Regions from separate parts of the Sus scrofa genome. Here all the other regions are linked to region 1. The links are chromatin contacts, called in public Hi-C and promoter capture Hi-C maps. All regions are on one chromosome and are shown on one strand. The core of a region is the stretch at or near the end of the contact, and the rest is flanking DNA. Distances in the headings are between cores, read along the strand shown.

Region 1 (2,649 bases), core at 55-2,554:
CCGACTGTCCTTCGGCGCCCGTCTGAGCAGACCGTGGACGGTTCTCGTCAACCTGGGCTTCCTTCTTCCTCCTCCTCTTGGGCTTTGGGACGTTTAGCAAATCATTTCCGATTCACTGATGCCTGCTGTCTCTCTCTCTCCTGCCTCACCCCCGTCTTTCGCCGCCCCCCATCTTGGCAAAGGCCCTTTTCCGAGGGCCGATGCTCTGATGATCAGGGCGGCCCTGAGACCCTGCCTGCTGGGGATGGAAGGGCGCAGAGGCCTCCTCTCGGGCCCGAGCCAGCAACTCTGTGGCTCCAGGGAGACGGCGGGCGGCCTCACTGCCCGGGGTCACCGCCTCCCAGCCAGGCGGAGGGAGCCAAACTCAGCCGGAGTTGGCTAAAGGGCAAGCTTGCTCGAAGGGACAGCGCACTCAGGGCCCTTCGCGTCCCGGTCCAATTCGCCAGGGCTAATGAGCTGACCAGCTGGGGATCCGAGGCCACGGGAGCAGGTGGCCCAGGGCCGCTGCCAGGCTTCGTCAGAGGCTGCGCCCTCCAGGAGGAGAGGCCAGACTACGTGGAGCGTCAGCTCCAGACAAGCCGTCTCTGCTCTGCCGGCCGTGTAATCGTTGTCAAGGGGAGGCCCCGACAGGCCGGAGGCAGGCGAGGCTACAGTGTGACTTTATTTTTCCAACATGGTATTTAAATACAGACCAGAGAGGAGGGTGGTGATGGGAGCGGAGTCAGGTGTGTGTGCCCATTGCACCCGAATCCACCCACAGCAGACAGCGGGTCTGACCTGTTCACGGGCGGGGAGAGGGGGGTTGGGGGAGAGAGGAGGAAGCCAGCCGGGTGACTTGGCCCAGGAGGGTTCTAGGGCCACTGGATCGCCCGAAGTGCTCCAGAATGCCTCTCTCCTGCGGCCAGAGCAGAACTCACAAGCTGTCACAGATCCGCAAGCGGGGCGGGGGCGCTGGGGGTGAGGATGCAGACCCGTGGGCAAAGAGCTGGACTGTCCTCTGTATTAGCTCAAGGGGCCTGTCCCTAACCTGCCCCCTGAAGCCCCTGCTCTACGCCCCGATGGCTGTGGAGATGCTCTTGGGGCAGCCCCCGCCTGGCTCTATCACTGGCTGCTGGTCCAGGCTGACTCCCTCCCAGCCACCCACCACGGGGAGCCCAGCCCCCGCTCTCAGCCCCCGACTCACGATCCCAGCACTTCCATGAAGATGAAGGTTTTCCGGATGTTGGTGGTCTGTTTCTTCCAGGAACTGCAGTCCTCGTCTTCCTTCCGACCCATGGCCTCCAGAGTTGAAGCTTCCAGGGGTGCTTGGTTTGAGGAAGGGAGGAAAGGGGCTGATCAGCTAATGTCTCAAATCGGGTGAGAACAGGTGGAAAAAGAAGCTAAAATACTCACATCCATCATGTAACAACTAGAAGGAAGGATTAGGAGCTAACCTTGGATAATTGGCAAAAAATTATCCACTTTCTTTGTATCTATCTACTTTTTTTTTTTTTTCTTTTTAGGGCCGCACCTGTGGCATGTGGAGGGCCTCAGGCTAGGGATTGAATCAGAGCTGCAGCTGCTGCTCTAAACCACAGCTCATGGCAACGAGGATCCTTAACCCACTGAGCGAGGCCGGGGATGGATGTGAGTCGAGCTCATTACCCCTGAGCCACGACCGGAACGCCTCCGCTTGCTTTTTAAATTCACGACAAATTTCGCTGAGCATCTGCTCGATGCCCGTCATGCTCGCCCTAGGCTCCAGGAGTTTAGAAGCTAGTAGTTGAAACTCCACTGTGTACACGTCTATTTAAGGGCAGTAATGCACACGTGTGTAGATTAACAAGGGCCCGTCCACCTTGGAGGGATCTGAGCTGTTCCTTATGCTATCAAGTGGCGGCCGAGGCATTTAGTCAAACTACTGAGTCAGCCAACCTTCTTTCCATTGTCACAGCTCGGCTGCCTCCCCCAGTTACTGCTATTCTTAACTTCTCGCTACTGTTACGGGTTAAATAAATGAATACTTGATGAATGAGCATTGTGTTTCCTCTGTAACTCCCACGGCATCGAGCACAGTGCTGGGAAGATAGTTATTCATTAAAGTCTAAGCTGGATCGTGTCCTGACTTTATTTCAGAGTTATCCAGTTACCATATGCATTCCACGAGCCAGCACCCTCCACGTGCCAGGTGCTGGACGGTGTCTCTCTGAATGACACCTTTGGGACACTCTCCCTGTTGACCCATGTATATCCTTGGTTTCCTGTTGGGACTCTGATCGATGACCTGGGACATGGCAAACCAGAGAGGTGGCCTTAGCTTCTAGTGACGTATATAGAGCAAATCTCGACTCTTTTATAGGGATGGACCAGAATGACTGTCCGAAGATGCAATTATCTAGCTCAGGTTATAGAGCGAATCGTTTGCATTCTAGATTTTTCTTAGTCAAGACTAAGAACAGAAGCTGTGTCTCCCCCACTGTATCAGCTGCATTCCAGCCTCCCAATACCTGGTTCTAGTGTCTTTTTTTTTTTTTTTTTTTTTTTGTATTTTTAGGGCTGCACCTGCAGCATATGGAGGTTCCCAGGCTAGGGGTCAAATTGGAGCTGTGGAAGCTGGCCTACATCACAGCCACAGCAACTCAGGGTCTGAGCCACGTCTCTGACCTATAC
Region 2 (2,649 bases), core at 79-2,578, 180 kb before region 1:
GCTGGTAAAGAAGTTAAACTTTCAGTGAAATAACTGTTTTTACCTGATGATTTGATTGAAAAGTGTTTAGGGGGTTCCGTTGTGGCTCAGCGGTTCATAAACCCGACTAGTATCCATGAAAACATGGGTTCGAACCCTGGCCTCGCTCAGTGGGTTAAGGATCCAGCGTTACTGTGAGCTGTGGTGTAGGTCAAAGACACCGCTCAGATCCCACATTGCTGTGGCTGTGGGGGAGGCTGGCAGCTATAACTATGATTCCACCCATAGCCTGGGAACTTCCATATGCCACGGGTGCAGCCCTAAAAAGACAACAACAACAAAAAAAAGTGTCTGCATCTCTGCCTCTTATTTCTCACTTTGAAGTCAGCAAACAGAATTCGACCAAACTGAGCTCCAGGAAGGAGGGGTTTTTGTCTGTTATGTACACTGCAGTAAGTACCTCCAGCACCTAAAGCAGGCCTAGTACACATGTGTCCAGGGTGAAGACTCATGCCTTCACACCGTGCTTAGAAATGGCAAACCTGGAGTTCCCGTCGTGGCGCAGTGGTTAACGAACCCGACTAGGAACCACGAGGTTGCGGGTTCGACCCTGGCCTTGCTCAGTGGGTTAAGGATCCGGCGCTGTCGTGAGCTGTGGTGTATGTAGGTCGCAGACGCTGCTCGGATCCCGCGTTGCTGTGGCTCTGGTGCAGGCCGGCGGCTACAGCTCCAACTAGACCCCTAGCCTGGGAACCTCCATACGCCTCAGAAGAGGCCCTGGAAAAGGCAAAAAGACAAAAAGCAAACCTTGGCCAGGACACTTCTCCACCCACTTCTCAGACCTCAGCCTCTCAAATTTAGGATTTAGGCAGGTCAAAGCAAAAACAAAAAAAACTTTGCAGCACCACCCACAGGTGAAAGTATCACGCAAAACACGTCGCTTGCCTTGAGATATTTCGTTTGCAGGGGAAAGCGTCCTTCTCCAGACACAAATCAAAGGTGTTTCTGCTCGGCGTGCCCCGCTTCTGCCTCCCTGGTCAAACGGGACACTGGACTTAAAAACAACACACAAGCGAAGAGCTGGCGGCTTCAACCGGTCCCGCCTCCTTCCGTCCACTCCCTTCCCTTCCTCTTCCGGCGCAGGGGGGCGGGGCCGGGATCAGCCGGGCCGGAAGGGGCCGGACCTCAGGCACCAGCACTTCCGGTATGCAGCCGCGCGGCCTGCCGGTGGTTCCTACGCGGGGAGCGCGAGAGGACCGGGTGACGTTACGGAAAGCGGCGGGACAGGGCATGTGCTGGGCATGCGCAGCAGGCAGACCTCGCCTCCCCGGCCCCTGCGGGCGGTAAGGGACCTCCCCTTGCGGGCGGGACTTCTAGCTTCGCGGCGGAGCACAGGGTCTCGCGGCCTTCCGGGCAGCGGGCAGGAAACTGGAAGGGGTTCCTGAGCCCGCGAATCTGCAGGGGAAGTAGAAGGACGTCTGTGTGTGCAAGGGAGACCTCTGCCTCATTTACTAAATCCCTGTACTGTGCCCAGGAAAGGGCGTGGGGGTTGAGGTGAGCCTGTCGTCCGAGGGCCAGTGACTGTCCACCAGTAGGGGGAGGCGGGGCCTGCAGAAGTTGCAAGACAAGCCTCTTGCAGTTCCAGCCAATTTAACTTATTTACTTTGTGTCTCAACATGAGATGTTTGGTAGTCCACATTCTAGTGTGTATCGTTTAATCAGACCGCTATTCTTACAACTATTCTTGGCCGGAAGAGAAAGAGGAGTTGGCAATGAAAAGAGTACATGTGGAACCTACTCTGTCTCAGAGGACAGTTTTAGGTGAAATGCTCTGAATTTTGCCAGAGAGTGCTCTGCTTCTTTTCGGCCCCGACCTCCTTCAGGTGTGAATCAGAGAAGGTAAATTACAACAGGAAAATTTAGGAGGGAAGCCAGAGAGAGTGTAAATATAACCTTAAGGCCAGAGAGACAGTTGAATTTGGAACTAAGAGAGACTAAGTCACCAAAAAATCAGGGTGCCATTGGTGATGCCGTTTTATCTGGGCTGGGTTAGCATTCCAAAGCAGAGGGAGGGGAAGTGACCTCTGGAAGATGCTGTAAGACTTAAGGGAAGGCTATTGTCAGGTTTCCTGGTATGTCACTGGCTGGTGCTAATAATCCCCTGCTACTGCTTTGTTTTTAGGCCCTTCTTCAAGTGTCTGGAGCTCAGAGATGCAGCCCAGGGGAGGGAACTGTGACTAGTTAAGGAGGCCATGCTTACTGTTGCTTCCAGAGTCCATGTCAACACTGAGTCTTCAGCTGCTGGTGGCAGCTGCTCAGCAGACCCTGGGCATGGGGAGGAGCCGGGGCCCACCCCGAGCCGTGTGCCTTCATCTAGCCGGAGAGGTGCTGGCTGTGGCCAGGGGACTTAAGCCAGCTCTGCTCTATGATTGCAACTGTGCAGGGGCAGCAGAGCTCCAGAGCTATCTGGAGCAGCTGCAGGGCCTGGGCTTCCCGACCCGGGGGCTTCACATTCTTGAGATTGGAGAAGACAGCCTGATTGTCTGTCCTGAGCGTGTGTGTCAGCACTTGGAGCAGGTGCTGCTTGGTTCCGTAGCCTTTGTGGATGTTTCCAGCGCTCAGCCTCACCCTTCCGTCTGCTCCCTGGACCAGCTTCAGGACTTGAAGGCC
Region 3 (2,649 bases), core at 66-2,565, 160 kb before region 1:
GAGGGGGGTGAAGGACGGGTGTCCAGGCTGCCTGCATCCCACCTTTAAGATGTGGGGTGCTGGGTCGCCTCCCTGTTTGGTTCCAGGCCACCCTCAGGCTCTGTAGAGGAGGCAGGCCTCTTGATTGTGAAGAATCCTTCAACCTCCCACTGTGAAGAGGGGAGGGCTGTGTGGAGAGCAAAGTGTGCCGGCCGTGCCTACACTGATTCGCTGGAACACATGGCTGCCCTGCCCTGCTTCCCGGGCACAGACATTGGCACTTGTTGCCCAGGCTGGGAGTTGCAGTAGAAAAGGCTCTTTCAAGAAGGGAGCCTTTCCAGACCCCCAGGCCCTCACAGCAGGTGGGATTTGGCATGGCACAGCTAAGTGGGATCATACTCAGCTTTCCTGATTTGCTTAAACACAAGATGCCACGTGGGTCGGCTGACTGACCGAGATGGGCTGTAGGAAAAAAGGAACTGGCCCCTGTGGGGTTCAAAAAAGGTCATTGGGCCACTGCCCAGGCAGCTCTTGCGGCATGGCAGGGCCCAGTTGCAGCCCTGGGACGACGTGGTACTGGCTGGGGGATGGGGCATGGGGGCTGTCCTCACTGCCAGGGGATCAGGACACTGTCCTCGCCTGACAGTTCTCTGTCGCTGCCTTTCCAGGTCTCTGCTTCTACTTCCTGGCTGTGTGTGTGATGCATGGCCTCCTGCATGAATGAATGGACTAGCCTGCCTAGTCCAGAGCTCTCGGTGTGAGCTGGGAGAGGAGGGCTGGCGCCCAGCGGCTGCAAAGGCAGCTTCGTGCTGTTGGGTCCCTGCTGTGAAGGGAGCTGTAAAATGTCTGCCCCGTCACTGGGGAGCCTGAACCCCAGGTCACTGCCTCACCGCCAGTGTAATCCGATGGATGGAGCAGAGAGCCCCGGACACTGTGCCCCTGGAGACCAACACAGGGCACTTTCCAGGTTACTCAGCCCCACACTCCTAACCTACACCGTCCACTCCAGGGCCTCTCCTTACAGCCCGGGGAGGCTGGCAGCCAGAGCCTCTTCTGCCCCACCCAGCGTCGGGGGCCCCCAGCCTGGACGCAAATGCCTCCTCCTTGTCCGTTACCTCGGGTCCCCGGCTGCAGCGCCAGCAGCTCAGGAAAGCATCCCGGCTACGGGCAGACCTCGGCTCTGGCCTCGGGTGGGGTGATCTCAGTCCGTGGCTCTGGGCCCCTCAGCATTTCCCTTCGAGGTTCTCTCGCCTTTTACGCAGCTGCCTTGCTGAAACAGGAAGCAGCCACAGCCACGGCACTTGCTCACCCCAGTTCCTCTCCTGCTCGCTGGCGCGATCTGAGGGGCCCCTGACCCCTTGAGGCTCACAGGCCCGAGCTCGGGACTCCTCCCACCCCCGGGCACCACCGCCACCCTCTCCCTTGCTACTCGATCGGTCTGCGCTCTTGGACAATTTCGAGTCAAAATCCTTTCCAGGATGACACCAGGATGGGTCACTGGTCAGACTCAAACCTTGTAGTCTCTGTGTGGGGAAGAAAAATGCCTTTTGACCCAGAAGAGGTGTCCCCTGTGTAGGTTTTCAGGTGTATCAGCTCGTTCTCTGGGGAGGATTTGCTCTTTCCTTTAGCTCCCTCTTTGCAGTCCTGCTGTAGTGAAGGGTCTTTGCTCTTCTAAAGTCTGGTGTCTTCCAGACTTCTGACGTGAGACCAGCTCCGAATTCGCTCCTTTCTCAGGGAGTGGGCCGGGAGTCGGCCGAGGGGACAGGTGGGGGCTGGGGGGCAAAGGGAGCAACAGTGGGCAGAAGCTGAAAAAAGTATTTCATTGAACTAGGAAATCTGGGGGAAAACGGAAAGGAATTTGTTTGTGCCTTAAAAGGAAACTTACACATATTATAGGCAGGAAATCCCCAAGAAGTTCAGGATCCCGTGGTGGCCAGGAGCCGGACGAGGACAAGCTGGCCGAGCCCCTGTGTGGCCTTGTGCAATCCACCGCGTCTGAATGGCCCCTCGGTGTCTGAGTGGGTGACTGACACGGTTCCCATGAAGCCCCAGACGTCCCATGTGAGGCACGTGGTGAGCCTTTGAAATAACTGCTGTAACAACGACGCGCGTGTGGGGAGCGCGGCGCAGCCTTGGCCGTTGCCCGCACCGCCTCCATTCTCTGGGGGGACAAAGAACAAGGAGGAGGCAGGCAAAGGGCCGGGGCCGGACCCTCCGACGACATTCTCTCAGGATGAGGGACCGGAGCGCAAGGGCCTGGGCCTGGAGCTCGACACTCGGAGATGAGAATGAGCGGAGGACAGAGGGGTCGGGGCGCCCACGATGGCAGGATAAGAGTCCGTTATAGGCGCAGAAGTGTGAGAGGGCTCTGGGGGTTCAGGACCCTAGAGCCTAAGAGAGGACAGACGATTGTAATAGGAGTTCCCGGGGACCAGGGTTATTTGGGCTCCATTAAAAATCAGAAATGTGTACAGAGAATGAAATCCCTTCTAGAGCTGTGCAGTCTTCTTTTTTTTTTTTTTTTTTTTGGCTGCAGTTTCCAGCAGCTTATTGTGGGATCTCAGTTCCCAGGCTAGGGATTGGATGCAAGCCATAGTGGTAAAAGTGCCAAATCCTAACCACTGGACCACCAGGGAACTCCCCAGGGCTATGCATTCACTGGGCTACCAC

The links. Promoter capture Hi-C pulls out the DNA fragments that hold promoters and counts their contacts. Hi-C and Micro-C count contacts between places; a contact is called where the count stands out from the background.
Region 2: a contact with region 1 is called in a Hi-C map of skeletal muscle, with 1.7 times the contacts expected there. The contact joins the promoter of C9H1orf74 here to the promoter of CAMK1G in region 1.
Region 3: a contact with region 1 is called in a promoter capture Hi-C map of fetal skeletal muscle, with 2.3 times the contacts expected there. The contact joins the promoter of TRAF3IP3 here to the promoter of CAMK1G in region 1. A contact is called at or near these places in 2 of 5 promoter capture datasets (fetal skeletal muscle and liver) and 1 of 2 datasets of contacts at active chromatin or transcription factors (skeletal muscle).

Annotation. Positions count from the first base shown.
Region 1 is chr9:133,369,139-133,371,787 of Sscrofa11.1, forward strand. It overlaps CAMK1G (calcium/calmodulin dependent protein kinase IG), which reads right to left and starts at 1,305. Exons shown (of 13, transcript NM_001243934.1): 1 at 1,184-1,305. The coding sequence starts at 1,275.
Region 2 is chr9:133,186,543-133,189,191 of Sscrofa11.1, forward strand. C9H1orf74 (UPF0739 protein C1orf74 homolog) reads left to right here and starts at 1,329. Exons shown (of 3, transcript XM_021063892.1): 1 at 1,329-1,533; 2 at 2,162-2,649. The coding sequence starts at 2,257.
Region 3 is chr9:133,212,893-133,215,541 of Sscrofa11.1, forward strand. TRAF3IP3 (TRAF3-interacting JNK-activating modulator) reads right to left here and starts at 1,316. Exons shown (of 15, transcript XM_021063884.1): 1 at 1,095-1,316. The region is part of intron 2 of C9H1orf74 (UPF0739 protein C1orf74 homolog); the gene reads left to right.